2 separate regions of the Gossypium hirsutum genome follow, and region 1 is linked to region 2. The links are chromatin contacts, called in public Hi-C maps. All regions are on one chromosome and are shown on one strand. The core of a region is the stretch at or near the end of the contact, and the rest is flanking DNA. Distances in the headings are between cores, read along the strand shown. Region 1 holds the start of LOC107905307. Region 2 holds the start of LOC107905324 (ACT domain-containing protein ACR10).

Region 1 (3,717 bases), core at 948-3,447, 150 kb before region 2:
ATCCCCCTCAAATTCGTATACAATCAAGTAAACCTATTTACCAAAAGAAAAATAAGTTTAATATCAAATAGAAAATCGGGAAATGCAACAACCAAAGCAGCACAAGCCAATATATACTCATCATAAACAGCTGAAAGCACATGTGCACATCCCTTAAGAAAATAGCGAAAATAATATTTTCTCCTCTTTGACTCTCAACAAATACAAGAGATTTTATTGAGCTTATCAACTACAATATAGCTCACAGTTTTCACAAGATCGGTTTACTACCATCTGCTATTATTCTGCAAATCTTTACATCAATTGAGACATTAAACAATGATTTCATATTGGAGAATGGTAAAAACAACTTCATATGCTACAAGAGCAAAGGCACAATCTAGTAATCATATTTTAGAACCTAAATATATTTCCTATTAGGAATTTAGATAATAATAAAAACCTTGTATCTATGGTTAGAAAAAGAACCCAAGCATGTAATTAAGTGAATGCTAAGCACCCTTAGTATTCCCCAATGTGACTATCATAGTCAATTGGTTTAATCTATAAAACGAATGATTATTCACCTTGAATAGTTCATCTATTTCTTTTTTTTCAATTTCACTTCAACAAACAAACAAATGCAAAACAATAAATCTGCATTCAACAACAACGAAACTAAACAATGCATTTGAATTCATCAAACAATCAATCTTCATATCAAAAGAAAAAAAAATTAAGAATGATATATCAAACAAAACAATCTTCTTAACCGTACATTACATATCCTGATAACATTTGAATTTCCTTACGGAAACAAACCCTAAAACCAACAAACTCTATATCCGAATCCGTCCGCCGATATTCAAATTCAACGAAAACAAGCAAGCAATACAGCTTTACAAATATACAGATTTCAAACAAAAGAAGAAAAAAAAAAGAACAAATTAACAAAAAAATAAAACCCTTCCGAGTTGCTAAGAAATGCCAGAAAGCTAAAAGCATCAAATCTCGAGCTCAACTTGTTTCAAGTTAATGAGATCTCAAACAACAACAAAAAAGGTAAAGTCAACTGTACGACTATTTGACCAAATTGAATTCCTTTTTTCCGTATCAAAATAAATTGAACAGAAAAGAAAAAAAAACACATAAGATCATACAATAATCTAATTTTTCTCGATAACCATACAAAAGCTAGGGTTTCGAACTACAGTAAAACTTGATCGGCAAAAGCTTAATAACATACCAAAAATTAAAAAAAAAAACAGAAAATTAAGAAGAAATTGAAGTTAGGTTGAAAAAAAAAATACCTGAAATAAAATAAACAAAATTGAAGGAATCGAAGGAGCTTTGATTTGAACAAAGAATCAAAGCTATTGAGACCGGAAGAAGAATCTTCCGACGGACGTCTACTGTTAGGAAGATATGAAAAAAATAAAAAATTATAATGAATTTTTCTTTTCTTTTTTTAATTTTTACTTTGAAGAAAATTGAAAAAAAAAGGGTTTTGGTAATTTGAATGATAAGTAAAGTAATTTAATAAATTGGAGTATTGGATTTATAAAATAAAAAAGCAAATTTTAACTTGGTAACTTTAAACAATATATATTGAATAATGAAAAAGGTCAAAATAAAATAAAATAAAAATTGTTATTTAGATAATATAAAATCTGTTAATAAAGGAGTGGAATTTTTTTTAATTGAAAATCTTAATCACCGTATATCGCAAACGTAGGAGACATGAAGAAAATTGGATTATTTATTTTCGGTCTAATTTGCTTTCAGTCCCTATCTTATTTGAAAATTTAAAATTTAATCCACCTTTGATGTCAAAGGAATTTAGTTAGATTGGAATGTATGAAATTTTAAAATAAAGAAATGTGAAATGTGATATGCGTGAAAACTTAAATCAATCATTAAAAATGTCAAATGTTTTTATTTTTATTTTTGAATAATTTTTTTTAAATTTTAAAATGTCACATAATTCAAGTTAATTTTATTTTATAATATTATTAATTGAAGTTTAATTATTAAAATTAAATGAATAAAGCGATTAAACTTTTAAAATTAAAAGTAAAGAATTAAATACTAAATATGAGATAAATATATATATTGAAAGTATATTTATACCTTATTTTTTAAAATGTGAAAATGAAAGAAAAAGATACTTTGTTTTTATTAAATGAAAGCAAAAGGGAAAGAAAATGAAAATCACGGATTTGTCCATCTCTTCTATGGGTTGGTATTCTGTTTTTTAGGGATAAAATTGGACTGGATTTTATTATGAAAAACAAAAATAACAAGCCTTACCCATCTCAGCGGCCCAAGTCCAGGAAGGCAATAGCAACAAAATATCTAAGATAATAGAAAAACAACAAAATTAAATAAACCAGCTTGGTCACAAACCTCCTCTCGAGTGTTCACCATTTCTGCTTTCCTCTACCGATTCAAAAGCAACTTCGCCACCGCTCAGTCCGCCATCGATTCAAAATAATTTCTCGCAAAGCTTTCCATCTCGGTCTCCCCCCTCACAAACCGCCCATCCCCTCCTTGCAGCCCACTTATTCTATTCGTTCTTCTCCTTTGGGAAGCAAAGTTTTGAAAGAAAGCCGTATTCTTATCCCCCAATCTCAACCAGTTCGCCCTTGCCCTCTGTTCCCAAAAAAAATTATCTCCAAGTTTAACCGAACTTTAGTATCAATCTGCAAGATTGTTGTCATTATAAATATTGGGTTAAAAGAACCCACGAAAAGATTATTCTCCACTGCTCTGCAAGGAATCTTGGAGTTTAATTGTTCTTTTGATATTTGGCAAGAAAATGTTTCCTTGGCTGTTGGATTATTGCATTAAGAGCGTTTCAATTTCTAATGTGGAGAGGCCATGTTGGGTCACGTTCAAACTCTCCCGGTTCATTTCTCTCTTTCTTTCTTTTTTCCATTTTTGCTTAATAATTTCAAGAATCTTTCAATTATGGACTATAATTTTTATAAACACTCAACAACAAGAAGAGGGTGTAATTGTGATATAGATTTGTTTCAAATTATATTTATGAGATAGGTTTTTGGAATCAGATTCGTAAACTTCCTCCCTATTGACTTGATGTAATAACTCTGCTTTTCTATCCAAGTTGAGCGCAGTCTATGGTTACCACCTGTTAAGCATATAGTGTAATCCTAATCGAATTAAAAATGATAATTAACACTACAAAAGTTATCTCAACAAACTAAACAAAAAAAAATGCTTTGGAGTTTTAGATTTTATTTAAATATAAATAATAGTCGAATATTTTAAAATACATAATTTTTAAGATATTTAACACATATATCTATAATTGAATTGAGTTAATACAAAATAAAAGAAATTAAGATCTTATTTTCTTTTCTTATAAAAATTATTAAATTCATATTATTTTTTTCTTTTTACTAATTTTAACTATTCAAACAAAATAATATATATTTTTCTATTTCACAATTATTAATTCAAATAAAACATTAGTTAATTATAGTGTGAGAATGAATATAAACTTTTTAGAAGGTAAATTAAAAATCGAATATTTTAAAAAAAATTATAATATATATATATGTGTATATTTCTGTAGAATTGGAAACTATGTTATTTGGATGAGGTATTTCTTTTAAAAATAATTATGAAACGTCAGCCATCAATTAATCAAATTCACAAAAACACATTCTTTTATTTTCTTTTTTTTTCCTTTTACTAATGATTGATAAAGAAATG
Region 2 (3,465 bases), core at 240-2,739:
TAAAGTATATTTATAACAGTACTTTAATCTCAATATGTTCTAAATGATGAGAATTAGATTGTCATATGTTTATGAAAGTGCTTTAATCTTGACATCTGTTAATGTTGGGGTCAAGTATGATGTACCTTTTCATAAATTTTAAGCATGGATTTCATGGAAAATTAATTTTACGAAGATTTTAACATCTATAAATATCGAGTTTTAAAATAAATAAATAATGAAAAATATATATTTAAAATAAAAAATGTAGTTTTCATGTGTGCTTTGCTGGATTGATCATTAACAAGTGGTGAGATCTTATTGGATGAGAAATTTTGTATTAATTTTAATATTATTATTAAAAAAAATCGAAACGGTGACGTATAGTTGACAAATGACAAAAGGTAACTTTTTCCAGGAACCTAGGTTTTAAAGCCTTAGAAAGTCACGTGACCAATGGGGACCATCCAGAAAATACGACACGTGATGGCGGCCAATAGCCCGTGTGCGGGTGAGTCACGATCGGGTAACGTAAATGCTGACCCAATGGAGTGAAAGTAACAGGTAAAATCAAAATATCTTCATTTCCGGTTGATATTAGATTCCATAAAAAAATGGTAAAAGTATCGTGGAATCACGATAATAAGAGTTGAATTGTATTTTATTTGTTTTATTAAAAAATTAATTTTTATATTTTAAATTAAAAAGTAAAATAATTATTCCGTTAAAAATTTTATTTATTTTTATTATTAAAAACTGGTCTTTATACGTTAGTATGAGATATATGTAGTGCGACACATATCAATGTCTAGTTATTCCGTCAGCCGCGCTAGTTTTTAACTGTATAAATAGATAAAATTTTTAATAGAAATGATCAATTTACTCTTTAAATTAACTTATAAGGACTAATTTGGATATTTTTTTGAGTAGATGGAATAAAATATAATCTTGCTCCTGGTATAAAGGTCCTCATGATAATTTTACCATAAAAATGATTAAAATATGAAATAAAATAGATATTATTACACAAATATGGCATGAGTAAATTTTTGTTTCAAATTTTATCTAATAGAAATAGTAATTTTATTAAAACTTATATACATATAAAAAAATTAGCAAAACTTATGTCCTTATAAATAATTATATTTATTTTCAATGATGTTGAAATCGGACTTAGATTGGAAATCGATCAATACATCAATCCGAAACAAGAGAAAGAATCGATCGAGTTGAGTTAAAAATCAATTAAGCGACCCTAATTTTATAATTTTTTATTTTTATGAATTTTTTTAATAATTTATTTTTGTGACTAATGTAATATGAACTAAAGTATTATGGAGATTGCATCCGTCTTTTCTATTAAAAAAATAGATAGATTAGTTCTTATACATTAAATTAAAGAATAAATTAATTATTTTATTAAAAATTTCATCCATTTTTACGTAGTACTACATTTTCCCCAAAATGAGATATACTAATTTTTTTAATTAGAAAGTCGAAATGTAAGTACTTTTACAGTTTATATTCTCTGGGACCTTCGAAAACAGCCAAATCAAAGCACTCCCAGCCCCCAAATGAATAAAAATCAAGAATCATTCAATGGTTTTTTGTTTTTCTGAAAGCTTAGAATAAGAGCAAAGGTATGGGTATCCTACACGACGACGTAGTGATCATAAATCAATCAAAGAATGAAGCAGAACCCAGTGTCATCACCATTAACTGCCCTGACAAAACCGGTTTAGGCTGTGATTTATGCCGTATCTTACTCTTTTTTGGTCTCACCATTGTTAGAGGAGGTAAAAAACTAAAAATCCAGTTTTGTATTTCAGTTTTGATTTTGTGAAGATATTGAGAATTTGATATTTTGACTTTTTTATGGTCTTTTTTTTTTTGTGAAGATGTATCTACAGATGGGAAATGGTGTTACATAGTGTTTTGGGTGATTCCTAAGCCAATTATAAAATGGGATACTTGTAGATGGGAATTGTTGAAGAACAGATTAATTGGGACTTGCCCTTCTTGTTCTTCAGCTTTTGGTATTTCATATTACAGTTCTGAATTACAGTCTTCAATGGTTACAGATGTGTTTCTTATCAAGCTTTTTTGTTATGATAGAAAAGGCCTTTCACATGGTAAGCTTTTGTTCTTGATTCGGGGTTCTTTCATTATATTGAATTTTAGGATTGCTAAGATCTTTTATTTTTGGTTAAATTCATTAGTCTTTATACTCTGTGAAATTTGTGGATTTAGTCCCTGTATTTTAGTCTGACTCAAACCCTAGCAGTTAAATTCGTTTGGTTAAAATCAATTACTAGTCTTTTGCTAGGCGAACTGTTGTAGAATTAGTTTATCTTCTCCGATTTGAAATTCCAAGTTCTTTATATCTTCGAATTTTGAAATTTCAATTTTGTTGCAAATGACTATTAACTGGGTTTTTGGTGAGTACTATATGAAAATAACAAGCTAACATGGCATGAGACGTATGATAATATGTTTGTCCCATCAAATTTTGGAAATAACCAAACTTAATGAATTTAACAATTATTGTTTTTTGAGGACTGAAATTTTAAAATTTTAAAAGTTTAAAAGTAAAAGTACAGGGACTGATATCAGAATTTAACCTTTAACTTTCCTCTTTGTTAGTTTCATCAATTATAGAAGAATTTGAGCATTGAAAATGTGGGTCTAAACTATATTTAGTGAATGAATTATAGGTGCTTTTTCATGGCAGATGTCACAGCAGTTTTTTCTAAACTCGAACTCAATATAAAGAAATTGAAGGTATCGACGACTCCAGTCGGGACGGTGATGAACTTGTTCTTTGTCACTGATACAAGGTTTTGTATTACAAGTTCCTTTTGGTTTATATACGTATTATGTTCGATTTGCTTCAATCAGTTAGGCTTCTTTTAAGTGACTTCAAATGTGGATTAGGAATGCATGTATATGCTTGAACTTCGTATTTTGCAGATTCAGATCGGTTTTACGAAGATACTATCTTTGATAAGCTAATGCATCTTGTATATATTTGATTGTTTTTCTCCTAGGGAACTATTACATACAAAAATGCGGCAGGAGGAGACGTATGAAGCGTTGGTAGAAGTTATGCAGGCTGCTATAATTAGCTGCAATATAGAAAAAGTTGGACCCGAAGTTACCGCATGTTCTCAAGCATCTCCATTTCTCTCATCCGCAATAACCAATGATGTTGTATTACGTACTTCTAACAACGTTTCCGTCACAATGGACAACTCCTTCAGTCCGGCTCACACGCTCGTTCAGATCGTTTGTCAAGACCATAAAGGTCTTCTTTATGACATAATGAGAACTCTGAAGGATTACAACATTCAGGTAAAATTCTTAGCCTATGTAAAACCGAAACACAAGTATCGCCATCTTACTGCCCTTGTTTATATGATGTAAACTAGATCTCATACGGACGGTTTTATCTAAAACAAGGAAGAAAGTGCGAGATCGACTTGTTTA

Evidence for each region. Hi-C and Micro-C count contacts between places; a contact is called where the count stands out from the background.
Region 1: a contact with region 2 is called in a Hi-C map of leaf, with 1.9 times the contacts expected there. The contact joins the promoter of LOC107905307 here to the promoter of LOC107905324 in region 2. A contact is called at or near these places in 3 of 34 Hi-C or Micro-C datasets (callus and leaf).

What each region holds. Positions count from the first base shown.
Region 1 is chrD01:63,435,529-63,439,245 of Gossypium_hirsutum_v2.1, reverse strand. LOC107905307 reads left to right here and starts at 2,197. Exons shown (of 4, transcript XR_001686493.2): 1 at 2,197-2,886. It overlaps LOC107905306 (TSL-kinase interacting protein 1), which reads right to left and starts at 3,103. Exons shown (of 15, transcript XM_041087665.1): 1 at 2,386-3,103; 2 at 1-33.
Region 2 is chrD01:63,283,845-63,287,309 of Gossypium_hirsutum_v2.1, reverse strand. LOC107905324 (ACT domain-containing protein ACR10) reads left to right here and starts at 1,489. Exons shown (of 6, transcript XM_016831956.2): 1 at 1,489-1,775; 2 at 1,890-2,111; 3 at 2,711-2,816; 4 at 3,027-3,330; 5 at 3,408-3,465. The coding sequence starts at 1,622.